Linked DNA regions of Sus scrofa: region 2 is linked to region 1. The links are chromatin contacts, called in public HiChIP or PLAC-seq maps. All regions are on one chromosome and are shown on one strand. Each heading gives the region's core, a stretch centred on a gene start, on an enhancer-like site or on the middle of the called end of the contact. The rest is flanking DNA. Distances are from core to core; before and after follow the strand shown. Region 1 overlaps LOC106510257 (a long non-coding RNA gene). Region 2 holds the start of ATXN10 (ataxin-10).

Region 1 (7,016 bases), core at 1,823-4,322:
GGCTGTGCCCTTGGGCTTTGTCCTTTTCTGCAGGACACCCACACGCTCACCTGCTCCGCTGGGCGCAAGCTGAGCCGCTCTAACAGAGACCCCAGACGGCAGTGGTCCAGCCAGCATGAAGCTTGCTGCTTCTCACGTGACGAGTGGCCGCTGGGCTGTCCCTGGAGGCAGACAGGCAGGCGGGGTGGGTGCCAAGAGCCCTGGGCTCAGCCGGGGGCCACTTCCTCCGTGTCTTACTGCTCTGCCCTCTCCGGGGTGTCGCCCCGTGTGTGCACTTGAAGTTGGGTGACCACACAGTGCTCGTTTCCTGCCTTTGGGAAGAAGGAGGCCGAGCAGAGGGCAGGCAGTTTCCTTTGAAGGAAGCGGCCTGGACTCGAATGCGTCTTGTACTCTCCTCTTAGCGAGAATTCAACTCCGTGGCCGCATCTCAGCCTGCGTGATGCTCGGCCATGCTGTGTCCGGTTGGTAGCCTGTGCCTCCCCCTGCCGCCCGCTGAGCGCTAGTGGCCCCTGACCCCAGGAAGGAGGGAAGGTAGGTGGTGGGGACAGCACCCAGGTGTGACGTCAAGCCCTGCGTGCTTGCCATGCGGGGAGGGACTTCATCTCCTGGCCCTTCATAGCCCCCTCCTCGTGCGGCCGAGGGCTGTTTGGGCAGGTGCATTTGGCACGAATGGCCTAAAGAATAAGGCAGCCTGAGGAGCAGTGCCAGGGTTCATGCCCACAGAGGGATCCCAGAGCTGAGCACGAAGGTCGGGCCAGGGCCAGGGCAATTCAAGAACGAAAGGGGGGAGTTCCTGTTGTGGCCCAGTGGTAATGAACCCGACTGGTATCCTTGAGGACGCAGGTTCGATCCCTGGCCTTGCTCAGTGGGTTAAGGATCTGGCATTGCCATGAGCTGTGGTGTGGGTCCCAGATGCAGCTCGGATCTGGTGTTGCTGTGGCTGTGGTGTAGGCCGCAGCTACAGCTCTGATTTGACCCCTAGCCTGGGAACATCCATGTGCCACAGATGCGGCCATAAAAAGAAAAAAAAAAAAGAGAGAGAGAGAAGGTGTGTCTACCACAGTGCAACAGCATCAGCAGCACCTCGGGAGCACTGGGATGCTGGTTCGATGTCCGGCCCTGCACAGTGGGTTAAGGACCCAGCGTTGCTACGGCTGCAGCTTAAGTCGTGACTGCGGCTGGGATCTGATCCCTGGCCTGGGAACCCCATCTGCTGCAGGTGGCCAAAAAAGAAAAAAAAGAGAAGCCAGGGAGCGGGAGATGGTGACAGAGGGGTGGGGAGGCGGAGAATATGAAGCCAGAGCGCTCCCTTCAGCAGGGGGCCCGTGGCCGGGAACTTTGGAAGTCCTCATTTGAAGTAAATATGCGGGCACCTTGGCCGGCAGGACCTGGCAGGCCTGACTCAAGCCGTGAGCGGTTCGCCCTCCCTGGAGCCAGGAGGAGGCAGGTGCTGCCCTGGGGCTTGGAAAGGAGCACGGCGGCACCTCTCGCCCTGGAGGAAAGCCCTGCTCGGGGGCCCGAAGCCCTAGTCTCCTGGTCTGTGTGGGTGAGGATGGTGCAGCCACTTGGCACCAGGTTCTCCTGAGAAAGGGGCCCTGTCAGGGTCTGCGCAGAAAAGGGACCGATGAAAAGCACTGGCAGCTGTGGTCACGGAGCTGGTCAGTCCCCAAATCTGCAGGCTGCAAGTCCGGGGGTGTACGTTCCAGCCTGAAGGCCTGTGAACTTGATCCCCAGCGAAAGCCAGCTTCACTGCAAGTCCAAAGACAAGAGAAAACCCAGTCCCAGCTCAAGGCGGTCGGGAGGAGGAAAAGCCCTCCGTCTCAGGGGAGGGTCAGCTTCTCTGTTCTCGGGGCTTCCAAGCAATACGATGGGGCCCACCTGCCCTCAGGCTTCCGCTTGCTGGAGAGGCCTGTCTGCCTCGCTTACGCAGACCGGGTCCAGTGTGAGTCATCCAGACACACCCAGAACCGTGTTGGACCCCTTGTCTGGGCATGCCCTGGCCTGGTCAGGTTGACACAGGATGAACCATCACGCCTTGCCAGGGTCCTAGGGGTGGGGGGGCTTGTGTGTGTCCTGTTGCAGTGGAGGCTGCTGCAGCTGGGGCGGGAAGGGACCCTCCGCTGGCCCTGGCCATGTTAACTGCCTGGTTGCCCCTCTGCATTCCCGCTGGGCTGGCAGGGGCTGGGCCTGATGGGTATTTAGCACTGAGGCCTGGATTGTCCCCCCTCCCGTATCCGTGTGTTGAAGCCCTAACCCGAGGACCTCAGAATGTGGCTGAATCGGGGGAGAAGCCCCTTAAAGAGGTGATTTTATTAAAAGGAAGCTGTTAGGGCGGACCCCGGTCCAGTCTAACTGGACACAGACCCCAGGGGCGTGCGTGCTCCGAGGGACCATCTCACAGACAGGAGCAGGATGGCGGCCGTCCGCAAGCCCAAGGAGAGGCCTCGGAGGAAACCCGCCCTGCTGACACCTTGGTCTTAGACTTCTGGCCTCCAGACAGAGAGGCTGGGTGTCTGGGACTTAAGTCACAGTCTGTCACCTTGTTCTGGCGGCCCCAGCAGACAGACACAAGTGCAAGTGCTCCGTGTGTGCTGAAGGTCAAAGCAATAAACCACGGTGGCCCTTGTCCTGGAGGAGCCCCCTGTGTCATGGGGGAGGCCGACTCGAAGCAGGAGCTGCAGCCCTGGGCCCCAAAAGCCACCGTGGGAACAGAAGAGGCTTCCTGAAGGCTTCTGGCGGCCACTCCCCGTGGCTGTGGGTTCGAAAGGCGTTTTGAGCAGGGAGCCCGTGTGCATCAGCCTGGAGCCCGGAAGGACAGCGCCTCTGGGAACTTGGGGCGACCTCGTGTGCCCCCCCAAGGAGTTGGGCCCTGGCCTGAGACGGTGCGAAGCCCCCCCTCCGCCCCCCAGCAGGAGACCCTCACTCTGGCGGCTGCAGAGGTGTTGGACCAAGCAAAACAAGAGGCAGCCTGGCAGAGCAGAAAGCCTCGCTCACCACCGGCAGCGTCCCCATCTGGGGACGGCCAGTTACCGGGCATCTCCGAGTGCCAGCGCCTACCTCTTTTCCATCAGGCCAGAATCCAGCGAGGATTAACCTGACGGTTTGCGGCAGGGGCTCGCTTTTAGAAGATGCTCGGTGATTGGGCGGGTCCTCCCCCGCAGGGGGCGTGGCGGGAGCGGCACAGGAGCCCCGCCCAGCCCTGCCCCGCTGCCTCCCCTGACCCCCGACCTGCGTGGATCCTTCTCCCTCTGTTCCCCTAAGTCTTGCCCATTGTCCCAAACCCCCATAACACGCCCCTTCTCCAGGGGCCCTGTCAAGGGCGTAGGTTCACCTTAACCTTCACCTCCCACGAACCCCTGGGTTTTGCGGCGACTGCCTAGAGTGTTTCATGCGCCAGGACCACTGACTCAGAAGTGGCGCTGCAGGGGGTGGGGTGGGGGCGTGGATCTGGCGCCTTTGCACAGCAGGCCGCCGGGAAATGGTCACCACAGCGCATCGTGACTTTCACGCAGCTGTGCTCTGTGACCCCGACACCTGGCCAGCCATCCCTCCTCCAGCAAACAGCAAGTGCCGGGCACTCTGCCGGGCGCTGCGTCTGGACAGTCAGTGGTCCCCGTGCTGCCCCCGGTGTGCCGAGGGAGGCAGACGTTGACCAGATCATGAAAGAAAGTGCGGTTACAGCTGTGCTGGGTGCCCCGAGGGACACTCGGGCCTGCAGCGAGCGTGCATAGCAGTCGCCGCCATACCCACCTATGTCATGCCACCTGCACCCCTGCAACGAGCTCCACAAGGCTCTGCAAGAGCTTGTTTTCCCCAAATGTCTCTTTCCTCTTCCTGCCTCTGCATCCACCGGTCCCTCCAGCCCTCCTTCTTTGGGGGCTGGTCCCTCCACTTGAGCAGGGATGCCATCCCGGGTCACGGTCGTGGGGTGGGGGGTCTCTCTCTTCCTCCTGTGTGCGTCCTTTCCAACAGGCTCAAGTTTCACCCATCTAAAAACAACAACAACAACAACAACAAAAACCCCACACAACTCCCCAGTTCCAGACACCCTTTCATTCATTATTTAGCTCCGTTGTCTTCTGACTCTTGGTTCATATTTTTTTAAAAGAACTTTGAAAAAAATCTACACCAACATTTCAAGCTGATATTGTTCTACAGCTCAAGTATTTAGAGTTACAAATAATATCATTTGCCACAGATGGTAGAGAGGCTTTAAAGAAAACGAATACATCACTCCTGTAAGTGATTTTAACAGAATTGACATGTAGAAAAATGTAGTTCCCGCCACATCCATTTTATAGACAGAATGTGCTTTCTTTTCATGTTTGGAAATAATGTGTTTACGTTTTCTTCTAGCAGCTGCATTTCCATTTCACTTTACTCACAGAATTTTCTCCTAATGTCATGTTCTTATGCTTGAAGTCATACAGAATATGTATCACATCACATACAGAATTAAGTTCTGGCCATATGAGAATGAAATTAAAATCCATTGGAAAAAGATACCTGGACAATATCTGAATATTTGGAAATGAAAATGCACACTGCCCAATAGCCTGTGGGTGAAAGAAAAATTATAAAACACATTTAAAATGTTTGAGTGATAAGAAGAAGAGAATACAGCCAGCCCTTGGTATCTGTGAGGGGTGGGTTCCAGAATTCACCTCAGATACCAAAATCCACAGATGCTCAAGTCCCATTGTCCCCACCCCCCATGGCCAAAGTTCCGCATCTGCGGATTCAGTCCGTCCGGGAGCATGTGGCACCATGGTGTCTGAGGGCAACCGGAGGGCTAAGTGTACCTGCAGAGTTCAGACCTACGTTGTTCAAGGTCAGCTCTACATGAACAATTCTGAAACGCAGCTAAAGTTGTGTTGAAGGAAATTGAGAGCTTTTAAATGTTTTGTTAGAAAAGAGGAGAGATTAAATCAATCTGAAGTTTCCACCATGAGAAGCTAGAAAAAGAAGAGCTAGTGAAACACAAAGGACCAAGGACGTAGAAGAAAGCAAACTACCAGGGAAAGCAGAGATCAGGAGTTCCCGTCGTGGTGCAGTGGAAACGAATCCGACTAGGAACCCTGAGCAACAGATGGTAGAGAGCTCGGGTTCGATCCCTGGCCTCCCTCAGGGGGTTAAGGATCCGGTGTGGCTGTGGCTGTGGTGTAGGCCGGCAACTACAGCTCCGATTGAACCCCAGCCTGGGACCCTTCATATGCTGCAGGTGCGACCCTAAAAAGCAGAAATCAATAAAATAAGACATGGGCAAACAGCAGAGAAAACTCAGTAAAACCAAAAGCTGGTTCTTTAAAAAAAAAAAAAAAAAAATCAAGTTGACAAATCTCCAGTGAGCCTGCTCGAGGAAAAAAAATCCCACAGATTAACAAGATCAAGAAAAAGGGGACATCACTACAAATCCTACAGGCATGAAAAGGAAAATGAGGGAAAGAGGAATGTGTGTGCAAAAAAACCCCAAGAAAATTGAAATGATTTCTGCTAAAGACATGAATTATCAAAATGGACAAAAAAAGAAATAGAAGATCCACAGAGCCCTATATCTGTTAAAGAAATTGAATTGGCGATTGAACTTTCCACCAAGAAAATCCCAGGCCGCTGTCTCCAGTCCGAACGCCCTCTGAAGCATGCCGCACCCGGGAGCCAGCGCGAAGTTTCTAGAACATGAATCAGCCACGTCATCCCCCCACTCCAAGGGTGGCTTACCCCCCAGCATGCCTTTCCAGGCAGTTTGGTCTGGGTGCTGCGTGCTTCTCCACAGCCTCATCTCTAAGCACCATCCCTCCCGACTCCCCGCACGTACGCGCACACGCATAGGCTCGGCACAAGCCTGATTTCTACCGCAGCAGCTCTCCGCTGGCAGTACCCTCCACCCCCGCCAGGGGGCATTTGGGAACTCGTGGGAGCGTGAGTTGTCACCGCGGCTATGGGAGGACGTGACTTGACATTCAGGGGGCAGGAGCCAGGGCGTCAAACATCCCTAAATGCCTGCCACAGACCCCACAGTGAAGAATCACCCTGTTGAGAAAGCCAGGAGAACCCCACCGAGTCTTGCCAGGATGAATTTCCTCCCGGTGTTACCTCGTCTTCACCTGCCTAATTGTGACTCAGCCTCCTGGGCTCTGCTTCCAAACACATGCCCAACAAACCTACTGCCTCGAACGTGCCTCCCTCCCCCTGCACCCCTTTATTAAATAGAAGTCAGGTTCGAGTCCAGGGGCAGAGACTTTTAGCGCGAATGCACCCCGCAAGGCACTAAGGGGAGGGGGGAGGAAATTCTAATATTTGCTCTGTAACCATGGTGTGTCTGCCCCACTCTTGCAGGAGAGGCTTTTTCCTGATCTCCGTTTTCTTTGCCTGTGTCCCTCTGGAGCCCGGGCCCACCCCTGGTCCCCTGGCATGGCCCCGCTCTCCTCCCCTCCCACAGGCCCCTCCAGCTCTGCTCTTTGCTGTTTCAGTTCATCTGTCTCCCAAGGTCTAGCTTTCGTCCAGCTGTCCCCCCTCCTCGCTCTCAGTCCGGGGAGCCCATCTACCTTTGGGCCACCTGTCCCCATGCCCCGGGGCAGGTGCTTGGGCTTATGGTTAAAGGGAGCAGGCAGGCAGGACAATCTCCATCCCTTTGTACTCGGGGCTGGACGCGCCGCGGAGCTGGCCCCGTGGCTACTTGTCTATCACTTTTTCAACGTTTTGCCTCGTGATCACAGGCTGCGGTCTGGCCGAAATCTGGAGAGAGAGCCCCCCGCCCCGTGCAGTTGTCATTGATTCTTTACTTCTGTATGTGCACAGCGAAGTCTAAAGAACTGTCATTCAAGGCAAGAGGATTAGCCTCGCCCATGGGAAGGGAAAATTGGGAAGGGAAAAAAAAAAAAAAAAACCTTGTCTGAACTTGAAAATAAAAATGCTGATGTGGTTTTTATTCCAGAAACATATCTTACTGATTAAGAGCACGGAGAGCTCCCGGCTCGTGGGTGGGCCAGCGTAGTTGGCCTCCCCGCTCTCCAAGG
Region 2 (7,016 bases), core at 2,000-4,499, 170 kb before region 1:
CATTCTGTCGGCTTAGATGCCCCATGCCTCTCGAGTATCAGATGCCCTCTGGTGGGTGTCAGCGGGGGATACAGCCATCTTTGTTCTTTGTGTCCATTAAGATCATATACATCTTCTTCCCCAGACGTCTCTGCCCCGTTTTCTAATATTTCTTCCTTCAGGGCTCTGACCCAGCAGCCAAGCTATTTGCTACCATCCATAGGTCCATATACATCCTGATCTGTAGCCAATTCTCTTTCCGCATAAAATGGTAGACCAGTTGACCAGGCCCACAACTCTAAGCTCTGTTCCTTAAGATGTTCACTCGCTGGTGTTCCTGTTGTGTCCTAGTGGGTAAAGAACATGGCACAGCGTCCGTGAGGATGTGGGTTCCGTAAGCAGCACAAGCAAGTGGCCCAAACTCCTGCCCTCCACCTCTGTCACACTGGCACATGTCCCTAAGCTCTCATCACCTCTGGCCACACCCACGGGGGTCTGTTATGATCAGATGGAGAAGGGAAAACAGCCAGCTTGGTTCACAGATGGGATTGTTTGGTGTAATATTCATTTCTCATCTCCTTTGTGGTAAATTATGGCAAATTTAGTGGCGTGAAACAACACGAATGTAGTCTCTTACTGTTCTGGAGTTCAGAAGACTGAAATAGATCTCACTGGGCTAAAATCAGCAAAAGATCAGAAAAAGAAATTAAGGAAACCATCCCATTTACCATCGCATCAAAAAGAACTGGAGTTCCCAAGTTAAGAACCTGATAGAGTGTCTGAGGATGCAGGTTTGATCCCTGGCCTCACTCGGTGGGTTAAGTATCTGGCCTTGCTACAAACTTTGGTGTAGGTTACAGATGCAGCTCTGATTTGGCTTGTACCCTGGGAACTTCCATGTGCAGCAGGGGTGGCTCTAAATAGGAAAAAAAAAGAAAAAGATGTCAACTTACTGCTGTCTTTCAAAGCCAGCCCTGAAGGGGGCTGGGCCCAGCCACATTCCACTTTGGCTCGTACCCACACACCGGGAGTGGTTAAACAGAATAATGGTCCCCGAAGATGGCCCTATCCTGGTCCCTGAGACCTGTGCATATAGCAACTCGCACGGCAAGAGGGAATGAAAGTTGCAGATGGAAGGTGGCCAATCAGTTGATCTTGAGTTGGGAGATTAGCCTGGATTATCTGTGTGGGCCCAGTGCAATCACAAAGGTTCTTATGGGTGAAAGCGGGAGGCAGGAGAGTCAGAAAAGGAGATGTGATGTTGGAAACAAGATCTGGAGGGATGGCAGTGTGTGAAGGGCTCAACCCTTCAGCCTTGTGGCTGGCTTTGAAAGTGGAGGAAGGGGCCATAAGCCAAAGAACGTGGGTGGCCCCCAAAACTGGAAAGGCCAGGAAACAAACTCTAGCAGCTCCAGGAATGCAAGCCTGTTCCTGTCAACACCTCGATTTATCTCTGGGCTTTCTATCCTGTTTCACTGATGTATATTTCTGTTTTTGTGCCAGTACCATACTGTTTTGATTACTGTAGCTTTGCAGTATAGTGTTAAGTCAAGGGGCCTGATTCCTCCAGTTCTGATTTTCTCTTTGAAGATTACTTTTGCTGTTTAGGGTCTTTTGTTTTTCCATACAAATTTACAGGTTTTTTTCCTAGTTCTGTGAAAACTGCCATGGGTAATTTGATAGGGATGGCATTGAATCTGGAGATGGCCTTGGGTAGTTTGGTCATTTGACAAAACATTAGTTCTTCCAATCCAAGAGCATAGTATATCTTTCTATCTCTTTGTGTCATTTTTTATTTCTTTCATTAGCATCTTAGTTTTCAGAATAAAGATCCTTTGTCTCTTTAGGTAGGTTTATTCCTAGTATTTTATTCTTTTTATTTTTACATTTAAAAAAATTTTATGGAAGCACCTGAGGCTTTTGGAAGTTCCTAGGCCAGAGGCTGAATCCAAGCCACAGCTGCCACCTATGTCACAGCTGCAGCAACACCAGATCCTGTAACCCACTGGCAGTGGGAACTCTGGTACTTTACTCTTTTTGATGTGGTGGTAAGGGTTTCCTTAATGTTTCTTTCTGATCTTTTGCTGATTTTAGCTGGTTAGATCTATTTCAGTCTTTTGAACTCCAGAACAGTAAGATACTAAATTTGTGTTGTTTCACGCCACTAAATTTGTCATAATTTACTACAGTGGATATCAGAAATGAACATCACACCAAATAATCCCATCTGTGAACCAAGCTGGCTGTTTTCCCTTCTCCATCTGATCATAAAAGACCACACCTCTGGGTGTGGCCAGAGGTGATGAGAGCTTAAGGACATGTGCCAGTGTGACAGAGGTGGAGGGCAAGAGCTTGGGCCACTTTCTTTTGCCTTTGGCATTGCTGGATCTCAGTCCCAGATGTGCCACTTCCATCTGATGACCAATGGCTGTCGTACCCATGGAAGGTCTGATAGACTCCAGCTCCGGATGGGCAGTACTGGCTTGACATCAGGTTCCACATCATGTTTGACGCCACTTGGCCCATCCCTGACTTCCAATTGTATATTAAGCCCTTGAAGAGCTGGAACGACGCATTCTAACCCCAAGAAGCCTTGGTAAATGATCACCAAGACCTGGGAACTGGGCTTCCGGAGTCTGAAACCTGCAAGCTGGTGACAGTCTGCTCCAGCTCCTAGTGGATCTGTGCAGGCACTGATCAACCCACTCAAACCGCAGGATCCAAGGTCTTCAGCCTTCTTGTGGGGGGTGGGGAGCCTCTGCAGGACTCCCCTCCCTTCCCATGCTCCCCAGGGTGCACCTGTCTCGCCAAACCCTTCCCTTCGAGACCCCCTCAGCCTGCATCTCCCCCTCGGAGTGCACCGGTCCCCCAAGCCCCCTCCTATTGGGACCCCCCTCCTTGCATCTGTCCCTCGGGGTGCACCTGTCTCCCAAAGCCCCTCCTGTCGAGGCCCCCCTCAACCTGCATCTCCTCTCGGGGTGCACCTGTCTCCCAAAGCCCCTCCTGTCGAGGCCCCCTCTGCCCACATCTATCACTCGGGGTGCACCTGTCTCCCAAAGCCCCTCCTGTCGAGGCCCCCCTCACCCTGCGTCTCCCCTCGGGGTGCACATGTCCCCCAAGCCCCCTCCCACCAAGACCCCCTCAGGTCGTCTCCGCCCCTGCGGGAGAGCCGGTCCTAGCGCCCCCTCTCGGCTTCTCCTCCAGGATCCATCGCCCTTCCGACGTCCCGCCCCCTCACAGAGAACTTCCGCCCGCGCCCCCTCCCTGCAGGCGGGACTTCCGCCCGCGCCCCCTCCCCTCGTCGCGCCGTCGCGTCCTCGTCGGCCGTGGCCAGCCCTGCGCGTGCCCTCGCGCTCTCTCGCTCGGCCTCGGGCTGCAGCGGCGCGGCGGCGGCGGCGTCCGGCTCCCGCGGGGCGCGCTCCTCCCCCGCGGCCGCCTCTCCGGCCCCTGCTCCTCCTCCTCCTCGTCGGCGGCCGCTCGGCCCGAGCTGCGCGCGGCAAGATGGCGGCGCCCAGGCCGCCGCCCGCCAGGCTGTCCGGCGTCATGGTGCCCGCGCCCATCCAGGACCTGGAGGCTCTCCGCGCGCTGACGGCGCTCTTCAAAGAGCAGCGGAATCGGTAACGGCCCGGCGGCGCGAGCGTCGGGGGCGGCCTGGCCGGGCTGCGGGGCGGGGCGGGGCGGGGCGGGGCGGGGCGCCCCCTCCCCCCGGACGGCTGCGGGGCGGAGGCCGCCGCGCTCCCTCGAGGGGCGCCGGGCTCCGATGCCGGGCGGTCCCCCCGCGCGGGTCCCCGCGGTGCCCTGGGGGCCGCCATCTGCTCCCCACTCGGCAGTCCAGGTGTGAAGCCGGGCGCGGGAAGGGGCACCCGCAGCACGCGTGAGCCCCGGTCACGTCGTGTCTCCTCTGTTGTCGAGCCGCGTGGAGGGCGCCCCTTTACGTGCAAGGTGCTGTCCTCGGCCCCCGCTGGGAGCAGCCTGACAGCCCCCCCCGCCCCCGCCCCCGCGGGGGCAGCGTGCGTGCTGCTGGGCGAGAGGCGCGTTACAGAGGTGCCCGGTGGGAGGCGGCCTGAGTCCCACTCCCTTCTGCCTGTCAGTCGAGGCTTTGCATCCCCGGTGGAGCTACGTCAATCCTGGCTGTGCCCCTGAAGGGCCAGATCGCCATTGTAAAAGGTGCCCAGGAGTCTGGCAGACCTGGATTTGGTTCCTGGCCCTGCAGGCTCTGCGTTATCGGGCAGTGTCTCCAGGCCTTAGATTTCTTGCCTAACGATGCGACTATAATACATGATTTCATTGCCGAATTGTACGGAGGAATAAATGAAATAAAGCATGTGAACATATAAAGGACGTGGTGCCCTCCGTCAATGCCTGTTTGCTTTCATTCTGGTCTTCTCCGGGCCTCCCTTTCCTTGTCTGTTTCCCAGGAGCAATGTTGGACAGTACCTTCCTGGTGACATTGTTTGGAAGGATTAAATGAGGTAATGCATAGTAAATCCTTGGCACCTGCGTGACACACAGTACTAAGTAAATGTTAGCTGATGTTACTATTTCATACATTTGCGGCTGGTCCCCCGTGTGCTAGGTGATGAAGTTGGAACCTGCTAAGTCCTTCTCAGGAAAGTCCTGTTCTGGGGAGCCAGCAGGTACTCATGCAGTGTCGTGGGAGCATGTACCAAGAGTAGAGGGAACACAAAAGTCCAGGTTGTCCTCTGGGTCTGAGCGCTTGAAATTACAGTAGCATTTGTAATTGAGGCGTTGAGCTGTTGCGAGTGCTAAGAGCCCAGGGCACGGCTCCTTGGGCTTTTGGGGAGATGGGTTAGTGGGTATGATACTCCCGGGAGACAGCTGGGTGAGGGCATGCGTCAGCATATCTAGACCATGATGGACCCTCCTTTTAATCAGTAACCTGTCATCAACCTGTGTTGAGCACCTGCTCTGAAACAGGTTCTTTGCCAGGCACTCAACGTGCAGAGATGACTGTGGCATCCCTTTTTTCAAGCGTGTTAGGGTCACTGCTGTGCACAGAAATTGTAGGGGGGGTCTAGACAAGGGGAGCTGGTGGCACAGAGGGAACTGTCCATTGGATGGCTGTCCAGGAAAGGCTTTGGATTACTTTTGACGCGCGGTTCACAAGATGAGAGGGCTTAATGGAAAGAGCAGTGTGTGCAAAGGGACCCCATGCAGGTTTTTCACAGCCTCTGAGGGGCTTAAATGGAACAAATAGGTAAAGTGTCTGCTGCGGGGAGACAGTCAAACAAACAGGTCCTTTTTATAACCCGGAGGATGAGTCCAAGATCCTGAGCCAGTCTGCAAGGCCTCTTGTTTCGGCCTTGCCCCTGGCATGTGGAAGTTGCTGGGCCAGGGATCGAACCTGTGCCACAGTCTTGACTCTGCCGGCTCTTCCACAAGGAAACTCCTGCAGGGCCTTTCTTGACTCTGTCTTTTCTGAGGGGAGTTTATGGGGAACCTGAGGGCTCTTTCAAGGGCAGGGCATGGTGAGATCTCTGGCTGCCCTTGTGGGGGATAAGTTAGGGGGAGGCTGGAGGGAGGGCACTTTCAAAAAGTTGAGGCACAAGCCCAAGGGAACGAGAAAGTGCCTGAATTTAGGATGTCATCTGCGGGGAGGGGCAGGATAAATATTGGAAAGTACTTTCCAGGTTGAATGGACAGGACTCGGGGGCCATTTGACTTGTTGGGGAGGATGAGGAGGTGAAGGTGTTTTTCCTGGGAGCACAAACTCCCTCACGAGGTTTGTAGGACAGGCCCCTGGTGCTGGTTCTGCCTCTGCTTTTTTGTGTGTCTTTGGATACATCACTCGTCGCCCCTCCGAGGCGTCTCGTGGGGTTTCTAGCGTCCAGGGTGCTTGGAGAGGATCCGTCCCTTGCTGATGGACCCAGGAGGGAGGATGGGCCAGGGCGTCAGGAGCTGGGGGGTGGGGGGGCATAGAGTGAAAGGGAGGCCTCAGAGGAGCACAGAGAAAAACAGCAGACAAGGCACAGACCTACCGAGGAAAGTGAGAAAGTAATTGGTGAAACGGCAGAATTCCTCTCCCCTTGAGCGTGGGCTGAACTTAGCGACTTGCTTTTAAAGAGTAGACGTGGGGGACGTGGCAGCCTGTGACTTCTGAGACGGAAGGCACGGCAGCTTCCTCTTTGCTTTCTCTCTGGGGTCACTCACCGAGCCAGCAGTCATGTCACGAGGACACTCAGGCAGGTAGAGAGATCTGGGTGGTGGGGGGTGAGGCCTGCTGCCAGCAGCTGGGGCATGACCGTCTTGGCAGAGTGGGTCTCTAGTCGCAGGCAAGCCCGCAGCCGTGTGTGAGCCCAGGGGAGACGCCGACCTGGGTGAGCCCTTGACCGTGGTGTTTTAAACGGCCGGGTGTGGGGAGGTGTTCCACAGCAGAAGGGCGTCAGTGTGCCGCCCAAAATGTGCCTCCTCGGGATGAGGTGCACCTTCCGTGGCCACCCCTTGAGTAGTGTCTTTTTCTTTCTTTCTTTCTTTCTTTTTTTTTTGGTCTGTTTTAGGGCCACACCCAAGGCATATGGAGGTTCCCAGGCTAGGGGACGCCAGATAAGAGCTACGTCTGCGACCTACACTACCGTTCACAGCAACGCCGGATCCTTAACCCACGGAGCAAGACCAGGGATCGAACCTTTGTCCTCATGGATACTAGTCAGATTTGTTTCCACTGAGCCACGACAGGAACTCCTGAATTGTGTCTTAACCACTAAAATCCATAAAAGAAAAGTGCTTATGGTCATAAAATATCAGTACTAGGATGCTATTCAGCTGTTTCCTCTTTGTGGAAGGTAATTCTTTTTATTTTAAATTTGTTTTATACTTCTTGTTTCACGTATGTATCGGCATTTTTAACGTTTATTTAACACATGGTTTTTCTTGCTGTGCTGTGAGCCTTTACAGTCATGTTAAATTCTCTCTGGAACGAAGGAAGATATCAGTACGTTACAAATTCTGCTTTCAGCCTTTTCCTGGAGGTTTTATTTACCAACCTTTTAGCTACCCTTGTGGTGTATTTCTTCAGC

The links. HiChIP or PLAC-seq counts read pairs in DNA pulled down with a chosen protein or histone mark.
Region 2: an H3K27ac HiChIP or PLAC-seq map of alveolar macrophages shows a contact between it and region 1. The contact joins the promoter of ATXN10 here to the enhancer-like site in region 1. A contact is called at or near these places in 1 of 5 promoter capture datasets (liver), 17 of 47 Hi-C or Micro-C datasets (alveolar macrophages, brain, embryonic fibroblasts and 10 more) and 2 of 2 datasets of contacts at active chromatin or transcription factors (alveolar macrophages and skeletal muscle).

The regions. Positions count from the first base shown.
Region 1 is chr5:3,620,132-3,627,147 of Sscrofa11.1, reverse strand. LOC106510257 (a long non-coding RNA gene) reads right to left here. Exons shown (of 2, transcript XR_001308621.2): 2 at 6,906-7,016. Among named protein-coding and RNA genes, the nearest start is that of WNT7B, 100 kb to the right of the region's middle. Within about 2 kb of position 3,072, at least 9 of the 83 cell types and tissues checked have an H3K27ac peak or open chromatin away from gene starts, as enhancers often do. A contact at or near this core is called in alveolar macrophages, where this site is marked.
Region 2 is chr5:3,794,437-3,801,452 of Sscrofa11.1, reverse strand. It overlaps ATXN10 (ataxin-10), which reads left to right and starts at 3,249. Exons shown (of 12, transcript XM_013997462.2): 1 at 3,249-3,596. The coding sequence starts at 3,481.